Regions from separate parts of the Sus scrofa genome. Here regions 1 and 2 are each linked to region 3. Evidence: chromatin contacts called from public HiChIP or PLAC-seq data. All regions are on one chromosome and are shown on one strand. Each heading gives the region's core, a stretch centred on a gene start, on an enhancer-like site or on the middle of the called end of the contact. The rest is flanking DNA. Distances are from core to core; before and after follow the strand shown. Region 1 holds the start of EBAG9 (receptor-binding cancer antigen expressed on SiSo cells). Region 2 overlaps SYBU (syntabulin). Region 3 holds the start of LOC110260476.

The links. HiChIP or PLAC-seq counts read pairs in DNA pulled down with a chosen protein or histone mark.
Region 1: a contact with region 3 is called in an H3K27ac HiChIP or PLAC-seq map of skeletal muscle, with 2.2 times the contacts expected there. The contact joins the promoter of EBAG9 here to the promoter of LOC110260476 in region 3. A contact is called at or near these places in 1 of 5 promoter capture datasets (fetal liver), 1 of 47 Hi-C or Micro-C datasets (liver) and 2 of 2 datasets of contacts at active chromatin or transcription factors (alveolar macrophages and skeletal muscle).
Region 2: an H3K27ac HiChIP or PLAC-seq map of skeletal muscle shows a contact between it and region 3. The contact joins the enhancer-like site here to the promoter of LOC110260476 in region 3. A contact is called at or near these places in 2 of 5 promoter capture datasets (fetal liver and liver), 9 of 47 Hi-C or Micro-C datasets (embryonic fibroblasts, epiblast stem cells, fetal heart ventricle and 4 more) and 1 of 2 datasets of contacts at active chromatin or transcription factors (skeletal muscle).

What each region holds. Positions count from the first base shown.
Region 1 is chr4:28,011,414-28,016,471 of Sscrofa11.1, reverse strand. It overlaps EBAG9 (receptor-binding cancer antigen expressed on SiSo cells), which reads left to right and starts at 2,502. Exons shown (of 7, transcript XM_013988048.2): 1 at 2,502-2,746.
Region 2 is chr4:27,975,038-27,979,807 of Sscrofa11.1, reverse strand. It overlaps SYBU (syntabulin), which reads right to left. Exons shown (of 9, transcript XM_021089009.1): 9 at 4,419-4,770. Among named protein-coding and RNA genes, the nearest start is that of EBAG9, 37 kb to the left of the region's middle. Within about 2 kb of position 2,052, at least 8 of the 83 cell types and tissues checked have an H3K27ac peak or open chromatin away from gene starts, as enhancers often do. A contact at or near this core is called in fetal liver and skeletal muscle, where this site is marked.
Region 3 is chr4:27,897,228-27,901,806 of Sscrofa11.1, reverse strand. LOC110260476 reads left to right here and starts at 2,850. Exons shown (of 2, transcript XM_021090801.1): 1 at 2,850-3,006; 2 at 3,009-4,327. The coding sequence starts at 2,850. The coding sequence ends at 3,193. SYBU (syntabulin) reads right to left here and starts at 2,543. Exons shown (of 9, transcript XM_021089009.1): 1 at 2,350-2,543; 2 at 292-496. The coding sequence starts at 2,373.

The DNA of each region.
Region 1 (5,058 bases), core at 1,253-3,752, 120 kb before region 3:
GATATTAAAATAAACTGTGATTTTCCATAATATTAAAATGTATTATTTTGAAAGCAAGAAGAGAAAGATCAATAAAACAATCCATTAAAATTATCACCAGATAATCCTTTCCTTTCAAAGGTTATCTGCTCAAAATTCTTACTCTGTAAGCTGCAAGGCTTTGTTTTGCTTAATCAAGAAATGAATGTGACTTTATGATCTGTATTCAACTGGAAACAGCTACTCATCAATAAAAAGCTATTAATGTATTAAGCTATTAATGCATAGAACAGCAAGTCTAAGATTGTTCTTAAGGAAAAAAATATATATCCCTTTAATGAAAAGCCAGAGAACTGAGCTTGGGAAGATCTGGAAGCACTGCCCTGTTTTTGCAAGGTCTGCACTACCTCCCAGGCAGGGATGGGAGGTCAGTTGATCCAGCTGGAGAACTCAGAACAAGAAAGCCTATTCAGGCTTAAACCTGAGAGAGTAAGTGGTAGGTTGGAAGCTGATAGAACAAGTAAATCAAGCTGGTGATCGGGATTGGGCAGGGGCAGATCAGAAGCCTTGAAGTGGGCAAATGGTCCTGACAGAAAGCAGGTAGAACTAACTGTACCCCATGACGTAGAGGCAATACAAAGAGAAATCTTTCATACATCAGGGTCTATCCTTTATGCTCCACCCCACTTGACATTTGGTGGTTCCCATCCCCATACCACCCAAGAGGACAGAACTTCAAATTGCGCACTCCCAAGAGGTGGTCCCCAGTAAAGACCCCAAATTATTGGCACTTATGATCCCCATTATAGGATTACTACTTGACAACTAGAGTAGAAATGATTTTTAAATATTCTTTTGTATGTATTTTAAAAGCAAGTTTTAAGTTTGCAGTCTTAAGCAAGCTTTGTTTGTTTCACTGTTGTGCTGGAAAGCAAATATTCACCATTTGTTTCCGGAAAAAGGTAACCTTTTGTTTCATTTGCAAATGGAAAATTTAATAAAGAAAACTGAGGAATAATTTTAAAATAAAATATCATAGGGATATAATAAATAACTTGAAGCAAAAATACAAGTCACTAAGGAAAAGCATTATGAACACCTGTTCATGTGAGGATGTAGGCTATTTTAGATTATTGGATTTTTAAAATCCAAAAAAATTCTGGAAATTTTGAATTAATTGAATTTAGGTATTTGAAGAGATTAAAGATTAGAACAGATCTGCTGAAGGTCAAGTGACCCTTTAAGGGACTGCAGAGGGTTAAGTGGACTTAGGGAGGTGTAGTCACTGGGAATGATCTAGTAGTAACATAGCACTACTAGCAGGTGGTAACAGGTTTTTGTTTTTTTTTTTTTTGGTAATAGTTCTTATCTGTGAATGTCTGGTCTGTGTCAGACTCTGCCCTAAAAGCTTTGTAAACATTACCCATGAAGTAGACCGACCCTATTGTGGCCATTTTACCAAGGAGGAAACTGAGGTTTAGAGATGGAATAATTTATCCAAGTTTACACAGAATCATTCCAGAGCAACAGTGAGAAACATTCTTTCTTCCCTTCTTGGGGATGAACAAGTTAAGTTATTAACAGAAAGGTGGTACAGATTGGGGTGGGGTGGAGTGGGGTGGGAGTGGGAGTGGGAATAGAGGTACTAGAAAGTTAAGTGGGTAGGTAAGGGCTGATCAGGGTGACAGAACAAAGGTAACTGTAACTAAAAAACAGGTAGAAAAAGTCTGGTTAAGGAACAATTTGCATGAACAGCTTTCAGCCTTTGATCATATAAACTTTCAACCTCTCTCACCAGTCACAATGCATCAATAGAGCAGATAAATTTTATGAGGGCCCTTTGCCCACAATAGCAAAAGATGTCTGCCTTTTAATAGCACAATGTTTAAGAAGAAACAAAAAAGAATCAGATTTCAAAAAGAGAACCACAGAACTTCTTAGTTTGGAACCCAGTAACAAACGCAGAGACACGGTGAAGTGCCACTTTTTAACTTTCAGTTAGAGGAAATCCAATTTCCTTGGATTACTTGGAGGAGTAAAAAAATTGCTTGAAGGAACATAAATCCTGAACTGAACTCTTCCACCCTAAAGTGGTGGAATGATTGAGATCTGGCCTACTCAGACTCATCATCCTAAGACAGCGGGGGTGCCCTAACTTTTCACAGTCTAAACACTGATTTCTCTTGGTCCCATATGGCAGGGGGATTCTGTGGGTTTAACGAAAATGGGAATGGTTGGAGCAAAAGCACTCTGTATAGAAAGTAGGACACCACCACATGAGCCCAGGAACTCCGCAACAGAACAGCCTGTCCAGCCAGCACCGGTCACAAAAAAACTACTCTAGACTGAGCCGGGGCTGCTGCCACGCCAGCCGCAGCCACTTGCCCGCTCCCGCAGCGCTTATTGGCTCTCAGCTCCAACGCCGGACCCACAGCCTCTCGCCTATTGGGCAAGGCAGGATTTGGGGCGGGGTGCGGAAGTGAAGGTTTGGGACTACGGAGAGCTGCCTTAGAGGGCAAAGAAGGAGGGGCAGGGGTGGGACAGGGGGAGGGTTTCCCAAGGAGGGGGCGGCTATGGCAGTTGCAAGGCGGCAACGGCGCCAGAGACGGAGCGCGCGCCCGGCTTTGAATGAGCGGGACTGGGACTGAACGGCAGGAGCGCGAGCTCGAGGAAGAGATCGGCAGCGCGCGTGCGCGCGCCTTGTGTGCGCGCGCGGCCCGCGGCAGCTCGGAGCCTCCGCCGGGCGGGCGGGGAGGGGGAGGGGCAGGTGAGTGTGTGCGGCTCGCGCGCTCCCGCGAGGGGCTTCCCTCCCCCACCCTCACCCCGATTCTGACCCGGGCCCTGGGGGAGGGGGAGTGTCCTTTGCCCTTCCTGGGTTAGCCCTCCTTTCTGCCCTGCACTTCGCGTCCTTCCTCCTCCCTTTCGCCCCTCCGCCCAGTTTCCCCCCACCCTAGCCGGCTGCAACTCTGGGGTACTGTTTCCGGGTCAGGTTGACCTCTGGGGTGAGGGAATCGCGACCCGAAGCGGCCGCTGGCGCGCAGCCCTCACCATGCCACGCTCACGCGTGGGGGACTGGCCTGCGGTGCGCCGGCCCAGAAACCCCGGAGCCCCTAAATCTGCCCTCCACAGGGAAATTTTCCCGTTCTTCCTGCCCTTCCTCTACAGGCCTTGCTCCTTCCCTGGCAGATTTTTTCAAAACCCTACTCCCAGCCTTCTGGGCACCCACTAGGAGCAATTAAGAGCGTTTCACAAAAGGCGGTGCGCATGGCGTCGGATTGTGTAACCTGAAATCGCTCCTGTCACTTTTCTCATCTGTACAGTGGGCATGATTTTTTTTTTTTTTTCATCAGACAATTTCAGGTGGGTAATCTGAAGTTAAAGCATTTTGGTTCTAAAACTCCTTACGTTTGAATCTTTCAGGAGACTTTTCTCTGCCTTTGTAAGAGCCTCAGTGGTGTCACGTATTGAGGGCCTGACTGAGTTGTCAGAGATGATCCGGTGTTCCGACTTTACAACCCTCTCTCACATTCTACTTCTAGTTCCCCTTCACTTGCCGCTGCCGAAGTCAGCTTTTTCAAATTTAAGTGAGTTTGGGTAGATTTTATTTTTGGAGGCTTGTAATACACCTTCGCTTACCTCAGAGAGTTACAAGCTTAATTTGAGGATAATCTGTATTGGATCAGATAGTATGGTGTTTCAACATTTTCAAAATCAAAAATACGTTTTAAAGATACAGCAGTGAATGACCTATTTGGTATGTAACAACATAGACCTTGGTTTGGTTTATTTAAGGAATTGTGATGTAGGAACTGTACTCAAAAGATGCACAGTTTACATGGAATGATACAGAAGAAAGATAAATTTAATCTTTCCGTTTCAAATGCAGCATTCTTTAAAATTTTAGGTGAATCTTTTTCACTTGACATAGCCAAACTATCATTACTGTTGATTTCCTAGAGACGTAGTTTGTCCAGAAGGCCTGAGATTAGGTTGCTTCATGGTTCTGAACCTTACTTCTGCTATATGTAAAGTTTTTGTGTTTTTGTAGTAATTTTTAAGGAAGTTTTATTATATTAGCATTTCTCAGTTCTAGAAAGTACTTTGAAGCAGTTAAAATGCAGTAGTTTAAGATGTGTACTTCTCAGATTGGTGATCTAGAGAGCATTTCAAAAATCAAGTGAGGCACTGAATGTAAAATTAAAGAAGAGGCTTCTTAAATGATATGTGGTATGAGAAGAGCCTGGGCTTTTGCATTTAGGGGTCTCTTTAAATTCTGGGTGAGTGAATCTGGGCATCATTAGCAATTGAGGTCAGCCTCATCTGTTAAATGGGAATAGTGAAACTTACCTTTTTCGTTTTTAGGATTCCAGTAAGGCCATAGAACATACAATGTCTAGAACTTATCGCTCAAGGAATGACATTTTCCCTTCATTCAGTAAATATTTGAGTACTTACATGCTTACTTAGTGCTTGGCATGGCTAAGGCCTAGAAATACCAAACTAAGCAAAATTGATGGGGGTCCTCCTGCCCTTGTAGTGTAGTCCCTTGTAGTGCTTATGACCATTGAGCAGCAAACACAGGTTTTCTCTGTTGGTTGCGTTTCCTATCACCCAGGGCAGTACCTGTTACATAGTAGGTGCTAAATATATCTATGTGTATATATATATATATATATATATATATATAGTGAATTGAATTGGAGCATTAAGTAAATATGGGTCTCAAAGAATATTCCTGCCTTCAAATCAGTGTAATTGATAAAAATTCAAAGTGTTGCTTGGTAGTTAACTTGATTACATTTTCACTAGGGTTCAGTGCAACTGGATAGTAATTTATCTTGGAAATTATAATACCGTGACTGAATTACCAGGAAATTTATTATTAGTGAGGTATTCTTGGCTTTTGAATTACATAGACCTAGGTTTGAATCTAGATCTTTGGGTGAGGGTACATGGAAACATAGGCTTACTTTCTGTGCTTCAATTCTATGAAATGAGAATAGTAATATCTCATAAGATGGTTTTATGGGTTAAGTGAAATAATACTTAGTGCTTGGCACATAGTAGCTGATCAATGAA
Region 2 (4,770 bases), core at 803-3,302, 79 kb before region 3:
AATAGGAGATTCAAAGGACATATTCTGAGTTGGTGGTATCTTGAGAGAAATTGGTATGGTTTCTTAGGTCAATTTTGGCTCATTATAAGATATTAATTTCTTCCCATAATTTGTTTCATTTGTTAAAATATTCAGATCTTAATTTGAATCCTTAATTTATATAGCAAAGCAATTTCCAAACCTGTTGAATATTCCTGAATAAAATGGTTACTTATTTTACAGGGAAAATGACATCATCGTTAGATATATTGGCCTCAAATAAATTTAAAACTTTTTTTAACCTCAATATTTTATTGTAGTGGTAAATAAAAGTAAGCTTGCGTAAGAATGGAAATATATTTACCTTGCCCTATTTAAGTTTAAATCACACAAGTGATTTTGATTCCTTTCTGAAGCTCTGCAAGTGCACCTGAAATCTCATAATTGCCTATCTGTCATGATTCGAAGGAAGCTTTGCAGAGTAAGGTGGTACGTGGGTGATCATTTTTAAAACTTTTTTCCATGTACAGCTTTCAGTGTGAAAATTACTAAGGCTGCTTTCGTTTTTCATTTTCTCCCTACAACCAACAAGCCAGAAATAATGTGCTGGTTCAGAAGAATTAAAGGTCAATTTAAAATGCCAGCACCTATTGTTTACTGTAGAAAGTGAGGCTGGCAAACCATTTCAAGCACTGTGAGCTGCTTGATTGTAAGGAAGGGGAGGAAGGATCTTACTGTACCATCAAATTAGAAAATACTGCTGTTGTTGATAGTTTTTATATTCCAGCCCATTAAAGCTATAGTCTGGCAAAAATTTAATTTTCTGTTATTCAAATAACTGATCAGAAATGACACTTTCAAGGAACAAGAGTGAAAATATCTCTGAAGGTGGGTCAGATAAAATTACCATGAGGAGGAACTCTAGGGCCAGGAGAGCAGAAAGCTCTGAGCCTGCCTTTAGTAGCATTTACCAGGGGAGTCTGGACCGTGGCTTTTACATCATCATTCACAGCCATAATCCCAGATGCCTCCATGGCCTCATGGAGTGAGAGACCCTCTTCAAAGTCAAATCAACAAAACAGAGGCAAACAAAGTTTTGTGAGAAGAGGTTAGAAAACATCTCCATTTAGCATTCATTTTTTAGTACAGGACTGAGTCCTTCGGCATTACCCAGAGTACTTATTCTTCCAGTGACCTGGGAGTCACCACACAGGAGATCTTACATGAACTGAAAGTTTTCAAAGAATCTAGTATATAGAAAACTGGTTTTCAAGCTCTTTTCAGAGGTGACCCTGGAACCACTGCAGGAGATGAGAGGAAAGCCATTGGGAGGTCTCCAGGCCTGGTGCCCTGTTGCAAAAACTTCACTTTTATGGGTTTTGTGAATTGGATTTTCTATGTTGAAAAATTATTTTGAGAGAGATACACTTTCACAAAACTTAAATTCAGCTAAAATAGTCCAATCTTTTAGCACAAACTCTTTTCAGCTAAAGCATTTAAACCTTTAATTTTAAAATTCTTTGGAATCATTGTTAGAACTGTCAGTTATCACAATCATTGTGATTGAGGGAGAATCAGTAGTCAAAGTGGAGCATGTTTTCCAGTGGTTTAAAAATAATTACCCAACATAAACATGTTGTATTCTATTTGGACTTTCTAATTGTTTTTTTTTAGGACCATTGGGAGTTTGTTGACATTCTTTCAAGATTTGATTGCTATAAATTGCTATTTTTAATTGCCCAAGTTATTCCTTCATTGTGCACACTTCACCTGGTAAGACTGGGAATAAAAGAATTTTGTAAAAATTCTCGGTGAGCCAAAATGGAAGTCAGAAACCACTCCAGAACTTTTAAAATGAAAAACCCTCAAGAGAAAAACATATCACACCCAACCTCTACTTAGGCAGGGCCTATGACAAATGCAAATCACAGACTTCCTTTTTCTCCTGCCACAAATGTCAGAAACTCTTGGCATCTGAGTGTATTGCATTTTTTCCCCCTTTCTGAACAGCTCAGCTTGGAAAGGTCAGCATATCCCTCTGGGAAAAATCTTTTCTTGTAAATTGGAATGTTTGCACACATAACTGTAGGAAATGTTTAACATTTGCTTTGATGGGACAGCAGCTTTGTTCAATAGAGTGGAATTGTTCTTTTTTCCATTTTCCTGCCTGTTTGTACATCACAGACACCCAAATTACAGAAAGCAACTTTGAGGTGCTTCTTTCTATGGGATCAGATCATCCTGTCCACAAAACCAGCCAACGCCTTGGGCTTCCGGAACGCAAGCTATGTTCTATCTTTTATTGACTCCGAGGGACTTGTTTGTGAAGGACTTTGTTCTGAATAAAAGGAGTAATTTTCCACAGACTATACACTTTGAAACCCTGGAAAAGGAGGAGGCGGAGAAGGTGGGGGAAGGGAGGGAGGAGAAAAATGGAATGACTGCTCCAGGGTCTCTAGTTTTACCTTTGCACAAATTTGTGTTTCCATGGGTATAACAGGTGTTATACAGTGTCCAAAGTTTCAAGTGGGTTAACTTTCTTTGAGTCTTCTTGTTTACATAAAGAAAGATAGGTCATTAAGACAACAAAGAAAGTTGCTGTTTGTGATCATCGGCCAACAGCGTAATAATCAACATAAACATTTGTGGAGTTCCCTGGTGGCCTAGTGGTTAAGGATCCAGCATTGTCACTGCTGTGGTGCAAGGTTCCATCCCTAGCTCAGAAATTTCTGCCTGCTGTGGGTGTGGCCAAAACAAACAAAGAAACAAAAACGCCCCCAAAATAAACATTTGTGGTTGACGGAGAATTCTTTTTGCCTTTCCTAGGGCCGCTCCTCTCGGCCCTATAGAGGTTCCCAGGCTAGGGGTCAAATCAGAGCTGCAGCTGCTGGCGTATGCCAGAGCCAATGCAACGCGGGATCTAGCTGTGTCTGCAACCACAGGTCGTGGCAACGCTGGATCCTTAACCCACTTGCTCGGTCAGGGAACGAACCGCAACCTCATGGTTCCTAGCCGGATTCGTTACCCACTGTGCACCACGATGGGAACTCCTGGTATGGTGACCTTTTTACAGATAGTAGAGTTGTAGCCTCTCTTACTTCGATGTCTGCCCCACTCAGGGCTGAAGTCAGTATGGGGGCTTGCTGCAGGCTTCCTGATGGGAGGGGCTGATGCCTGCCCCCTGGTAGGTGGAGCTAATTCTAATACCTCTGGTGGGTGGGCTTAGTCTCCAGATGGGATTAGAGGCAGCTGTGAGCCTGAGAGGTCTTTAGGCAGCCGTTTACTGAAGGGTGAGGCTGTGATCCCACCTGGATTGTTGTTTGCCCTGGGGCTTCTCAGCACTGACTGACGGGTGGGGCCAGATTTTCCCAAAATGGCCACCTCCAGAGAAAGGCAGCTGCTGAATATTCCCGAGAGCTTTGCTTCCAATGTCCTTCCCTCACAAGCCACATTCACCCCTGTTCTCCCAGGATGTCCTCCAAGAACTGCAGTCAGGTTTGACCCAGATTTCTATGGTGACGTTGCTTTGCCCTGGGACCCAGTGCACATGAAAGTCTGTGTGCACCTTTTAAGAATGGGGTCTCCGTCTCCCCCAGTCCTGTAGAGCTCCTGCGCACAAGCCCCACTGGCCTTCAATGCCAGATGTTCCAGGCGTTCTTTCTCCCAGTGCCAGATCCCCACACGTGGGAGTTTGATGTGGGGCTCAGAACTCTCACTCCCGTAGGTGAGTCTCTGTGAACCAGTTACTTTCCAGTCCGTGGGGCTTCCCACCCAGGAGGTATGGGGTTGTTTATATCGCGAAATCGCCCCTCCTACCTCTTGATGTGGCCTCCTCTTTGTCTTCTGGAGTAGAGTATCTTTTTTAAGGTTTCCGGTCCCTTTGAGTGAAGATTGCTCAGCCTTTAGTTGTGAATTTTGTTGTTTTTGGGAGAGAAGTTGAGCTCCAGTCCTTCTATTCCGCCATCTTAATCCCATCTCCCCTTATCTGTAAAATAGAGCACTACCCATTTTACAAGGCTTGTGTGTGGAATAAATAAATAATAGATTTAAGACCACTTCAGCCCTTCCCACCACCCACCCTATTATTCCAAGTGGAGCAGGCAAGTGGTACACCACATTCCCCCTCTCTGGACCCCTAGTGTGCTTTAAAAAAAATCCACCCAGCTTTCCTAAAAATACTCAATATATCCTTACCAAATAAATATGTAGAAAAACAAGTGTGTGGATAATTTCAGGGCAAAAAAACAATCAAAGCTACTTGTATTCAGAAACAATGCTTTTTAAAAGACACAGTAGGAAACCCTCACCTTACTTTAAATAATTCTTTCTCCCTCTTTATCATTTAGTTCCATTGTTATAGACCTCTACTGATAAAGATGGTAAGATCTGCTATCCATTTAGTCTTTCTTACCAGTGTAGACATAAAATCACAGAGTCTATTTTATAGGAGGATAAAATGTTTATTTAAAGGGAAACACTAATCTTTATTTTCATCATGCTGAAGTATCTCGTTACAAACAATTTTCAATAAAACATTATATATAATAAGCAAAAAATAAGTTAATACAATGTAAACTTAAATAGTTTAATCAATTAACAGGTTGAAGAACAGATAAGCCATTTAAGACTTGCAGCTACACACATTTAGTAAAAAACTGAAAATGCTCAAATCTTATCAATCTCAAGTAAGACACTAAAGAGCTATTCAAGACTTCTTCAAATCAATTACACAAATACATTTTTATTTTTGGTTACAGTCCCCTGCTATGCACAAGACCACTGGAATGCTGT
Region 3 (4,579 bases), core at 1,601-4,100:
ATTTTCTAGATTTAACCAAAGGATCCATTTTACAGTCACAGAAGTAAAAGTTAGACTTCACATAGTAAATTATAAACTAGAATAACATATAAAAACAGGTATTGAAACTCCATTAGCTTAAACTACTTGAAACTGCTGTATTTGTAGGTCAAAACAAGCAAAAAGATGCAACCTCATACCATTCATTCTAATAACAGAAGTCCAGTCCTAGACTCTAAGACAGTCTAGATTCCATTCAAAATGCACCGGCAATGTCCACACTTCATGCCTTCATTCCCATGGCTACTGTACCTGAGCAGAAGCTGTTGCTGCTAACGGTCCTCGCTGAACGCCCAGAGCTGCTGGGGTTGAACTCTCTGCTCTCTTCCTCCGAGAAGGGAGACTCAGAGGCTGGGGACACTTTGTGCTGTTGCTGAGGCAGGTGGGGCCGAAGAATCAAACGGGGAATCCGGCTTCGGGAAATCTCCTTTTCGTGATGCTGCACTCTCTGCTCCTTCTCCAAATTGGACATCAGAAAGAAAACAAAAGGATACCTGTTGCCCCCTCTGAACTCCAGTCTGCTCGTTTTGGGCTTAGCTTCTAAGAAATCACATTTCTGAATATTGAATCTTCAGAGTAGTCCTTGTTTCAGATGCTAAAATGAGGTCAAAAACTCTTCCACTGAGAGCTAATTCTCCTATTTATTAAAGCACGGATGTAACACACACACACAGACCCTCATACCCACACCCCCACACACACCCACACCCTCCCACACACACTCTTCCAGCCACTAACAGAAAGGCTATTCGTTCTCTCAGGCATTTCCTAACTCACCTTCCTGCTCTGGCTTCACTTACCGCATTCAAGTGTTCAGTTTTCCAAAGGCTCTTTATAACTCACAGAATATTCCGGCTTATTACTTGGTTTCCTCCAGACTTCCATTTTGCTTTCCCTGAATTAGCTGTGACATTTTGACTTCTGCTTTCCTGTCTCCTCACAAAGTAAACCCATATACCTGGAACAATTCTTTTCTGAGAGATCATGCAGTCTTATCTTTCAAATCCCCCCTCTTCTGGCCAGGATCTTAATTATTCATTAATATCCTGGTACACAGGCTTGTTGCCAACAGAAAAGCAAACAAAAATCCAATACCCGGTAAGATGGCTCCACCTTTCACATCATGTTTAGCTTTTGTTTTCCTTATAGGACACCCATATGAAGAGATTGTTTTTTCTCTCTCTCTCCTTTAAAACACAGTATTAAATGCAGAGGGCCATGCTTTGGCTTTTAAAAAATGTTAAAAAAGTAATATTTTGTCCATATTTTTCAATTTTTAAAGTGCATTCCCAACCATTACCTTGTTTAATTTTTACAACCCAGGCCATAGAGAGGACACTAATTTGTGTCCCTATTTATAGATGAGGAAACTGAAGATAAAAGAGCTAAAGATGCTTAGCCAAGACTGCTGCACATCATCTAGAAGCAGAACAGGCCAGAAGTCTGGTGCTTTTTGGGGTCACCACCACCCTTCCTTATTAAAATGGATTCTTAGGAGGAGCTCTTGGCAAAAAAAAAAAAAAAAAGAAAAGAAAAGAAAGAAAGAAAGAAAAAAGGAAGAAAAACCACACACACACACACACACACACACACACACACACACACACACATACCCACCCACCCACTGCTCCCTCTAACCTGTGCAAAGGAAAAAGGGCTTCTGATTAGGTAACAAACACTATTTGGAAATACGACCTCCTGCTCATTTCCACGCGGCTTACCAGGAAGGGTCGCTGCCAAAGCAAACAGCTTTGGGAGGCCCTCGCAGTGCAGAAATTGCAGGGAAAGCCCAGCCGCGGGTAACTCCTGCGGTCGCTCAGGCATCCACCCTATCCAGGGGCGCAAGCCGCACCCAGCCTCTGGATTTGTTCTGCACATCGGTCACCCAGCAGGTATCACACGTCAGCCACTCCGCTGGCACAAGGCAGACCCTGAACCAATGCTGGAGTCCTTATTTTTCAGTCACCAATACATCAAATCCTTTTTATCCACATCACACACAGATAACATCAATTGAGAGCTAGATCCGAAATCTCCAATTTCAGGGGATGGGATTAACCCACCAGAGTTAATCTTTTTAATCCTACTGTCAACCCTCCAAATCTTTTTCTCCAGTACCATCTCCCCATCTCCCAGGTCTCATCACCTGAGCAACTGCTCCCCTGCCTTCTCATCGTGCCCAGCACCTCCTTGTCCCCGTCTACCATAACTCTGTCCGCCAACCTTTTCAGCTCTCACCTGACCCGCCTCCTTCTCCCTCTGACATCGGCGGACACTGCCATCCGCACCCGCAAGACGTGCCCTCCTTACCTTGGTCTCCCGAAGAGGTCCCATCGCGCTGCAGCCCACTGGCTCCTCGCGCCGCCGCTGCCGCCGTCCAGGAGGAGGCACCTGCGGGCACCGGGGCCAGGACACTGCGCTGAGCCCGCGCGCGCTGCGGGCGGCGGCTGCTGCGGGGCTCACGCGCCGCCGCCGCTGCCGCGGTTCGCGCTTGGCTCCGAGGGCGCGCCCGGGCGCCCCGCCCCGGCCGGACACGTGGTGCCACCGCCGTTCCCCGGGCGCCGCCCACTCTCCCGGACTTCCCTTACCTGCCAGCCCCGGGGAGGCACCCCCGTGCCCAGGGTCAGCCCGACTTTGCCGCGGGCACTTCCCTCTCAGGTCCGCGCGCCCCTCCCTCTCTTCTGGGACAGACCCAAAGGGGGCCGGCGGGGGCTCGGAACATCTCCAGCCGGGAGATGCGCAACACCCCTTTTTCTGGCACCTCGTATCGGGTTTGAAGGGGGTGCACGTCGGATTGAAGAACCCATTAAAGCTGTGATATCACTGAGAACCAAAATGGAGAAAGGGAAAGTTTCTCCCTCGCGGCCCCTCCATGCCCTTTCGGTTTTAGGTCAACATACAGCTCCCCACAATTATCGCCCTAGAGAGACACTGGGCGGGTCCCCCTCTGCCCACACCCCAGCCAAGCAATGCTGCAGGACTGACACAGCATATGGGTTCTGGGATCTCCAAGGTTGCGATTCTCTGTGGCGGATTTGCATCAGATGGGCTCGGCATTGGCAGTGCAACGCCGCAGGGAAAGAATGAGGCGGGTTCCCGTGGGCTTGGGAAGCCAGGCCGCTTAGAGCGAAAGCAGCCTTTTCTCCAGCTCTGACCTGCAGCCGCCCCTGGTTCTGGAAACATTGCACTTGAACTCAGAAAACCGGTTCAAGGCAGCACTTCACTTCCTTCTAGGGGAGTGCCTTTATACCTAAAGTTCTTGACCTCTCTGGACTTCAAATTTATCCTCCTTAAATTTGAGGGGTAAAAATAATAATACCTCAAGAGTAGCTATGAGGATTAGATGAGGAAAACAAAACAAATACCCCCCCACTTCCCCCCCAAATCAGCTGTACCCAGCTGATGGAACAAAACTTTCCAAATGGCTGGAAACTCTATATGAATAACTTTGATGCCTTTTATTTCAGAATTGGAGAATATCTAAGCAGCAACGTGAACAGGGAACAGTCTGATCAATACACTCAGTGTTCTACATGGGAGGACTATGATCCTTGAAAATAGTTTGAACACCACCATCTCATTCTGTCCTCCAAAGAGCATTTTTTTCTGAGCCCTAAAATTTCAAACATAGGATTGTACAGTGTGAATCTTAGAAAGAGCCTGAAATCAGACGATGAGGTGAAATCAATTTGCCTCCTCTATATCCCTAAAGAGATTTTATTCCATACATCTTCATGTCTTTTCAATCAGATCTCTAAAATGTGTGAAGTTGGTAATCTTAAGATTCTTTATTTGGGGGAAGAGGTGATTAATTCATACTTTTATACCCACCCCTATCTCAGAGAGGGGCTTCAGGAAAGTGATGTTCCAGGATGGCCCCTGCAATCTATTAGCTCGAAAATTATGTCCCAAGGACATATACTGTAGATAGGCGGGAACTGTTAAAGTCAAACTGTTAAGCTGCTTCTGCGTTCCCTTCTGAGAACTGAGAATAAAAAAATCTGGGGACCCAACAACAGAAACCCCTGCCACTATGAAGGTTTCAAGTCAGAACCTCAAAGTCTTTCTTGACTTTTTCCGCCCTCACATGGCCCTCACAGGGCGGAAATTACAAATGAACTCCATGCTACTGTAGAAATAATGTCTTGAATCTGATTACTTCTGTCCACTGCTGGACTGCATTACCTTCATTGAGAGTCTAAACTAGAAACATCCTGGATTATTGCAATAATGGTCTTACTAAAATTGCCTTTCTTCCAGTCTTGCTTCTTATTCCTTTCTTGCCAGTTCCGTAATTTTTCCACAAGTCTTTTCTGAAATGCCATACTTCTTCATTAAAACTCATTAATGATTTCCCAGTTGTCCTCCAAGTAATATTCAAATTCCTTAAAGTGGCACAAATGCTGTTCTTGATCTGGCTTTATTTCTCCCATCTCATTTCTTGCTCTTCTAGACCCCCCATCCCTCACCACCTCTACACATCCTCTATCCACCATCCCTCTGCCACTCCCCCACCACATACAAATAGATACCCTCAAAC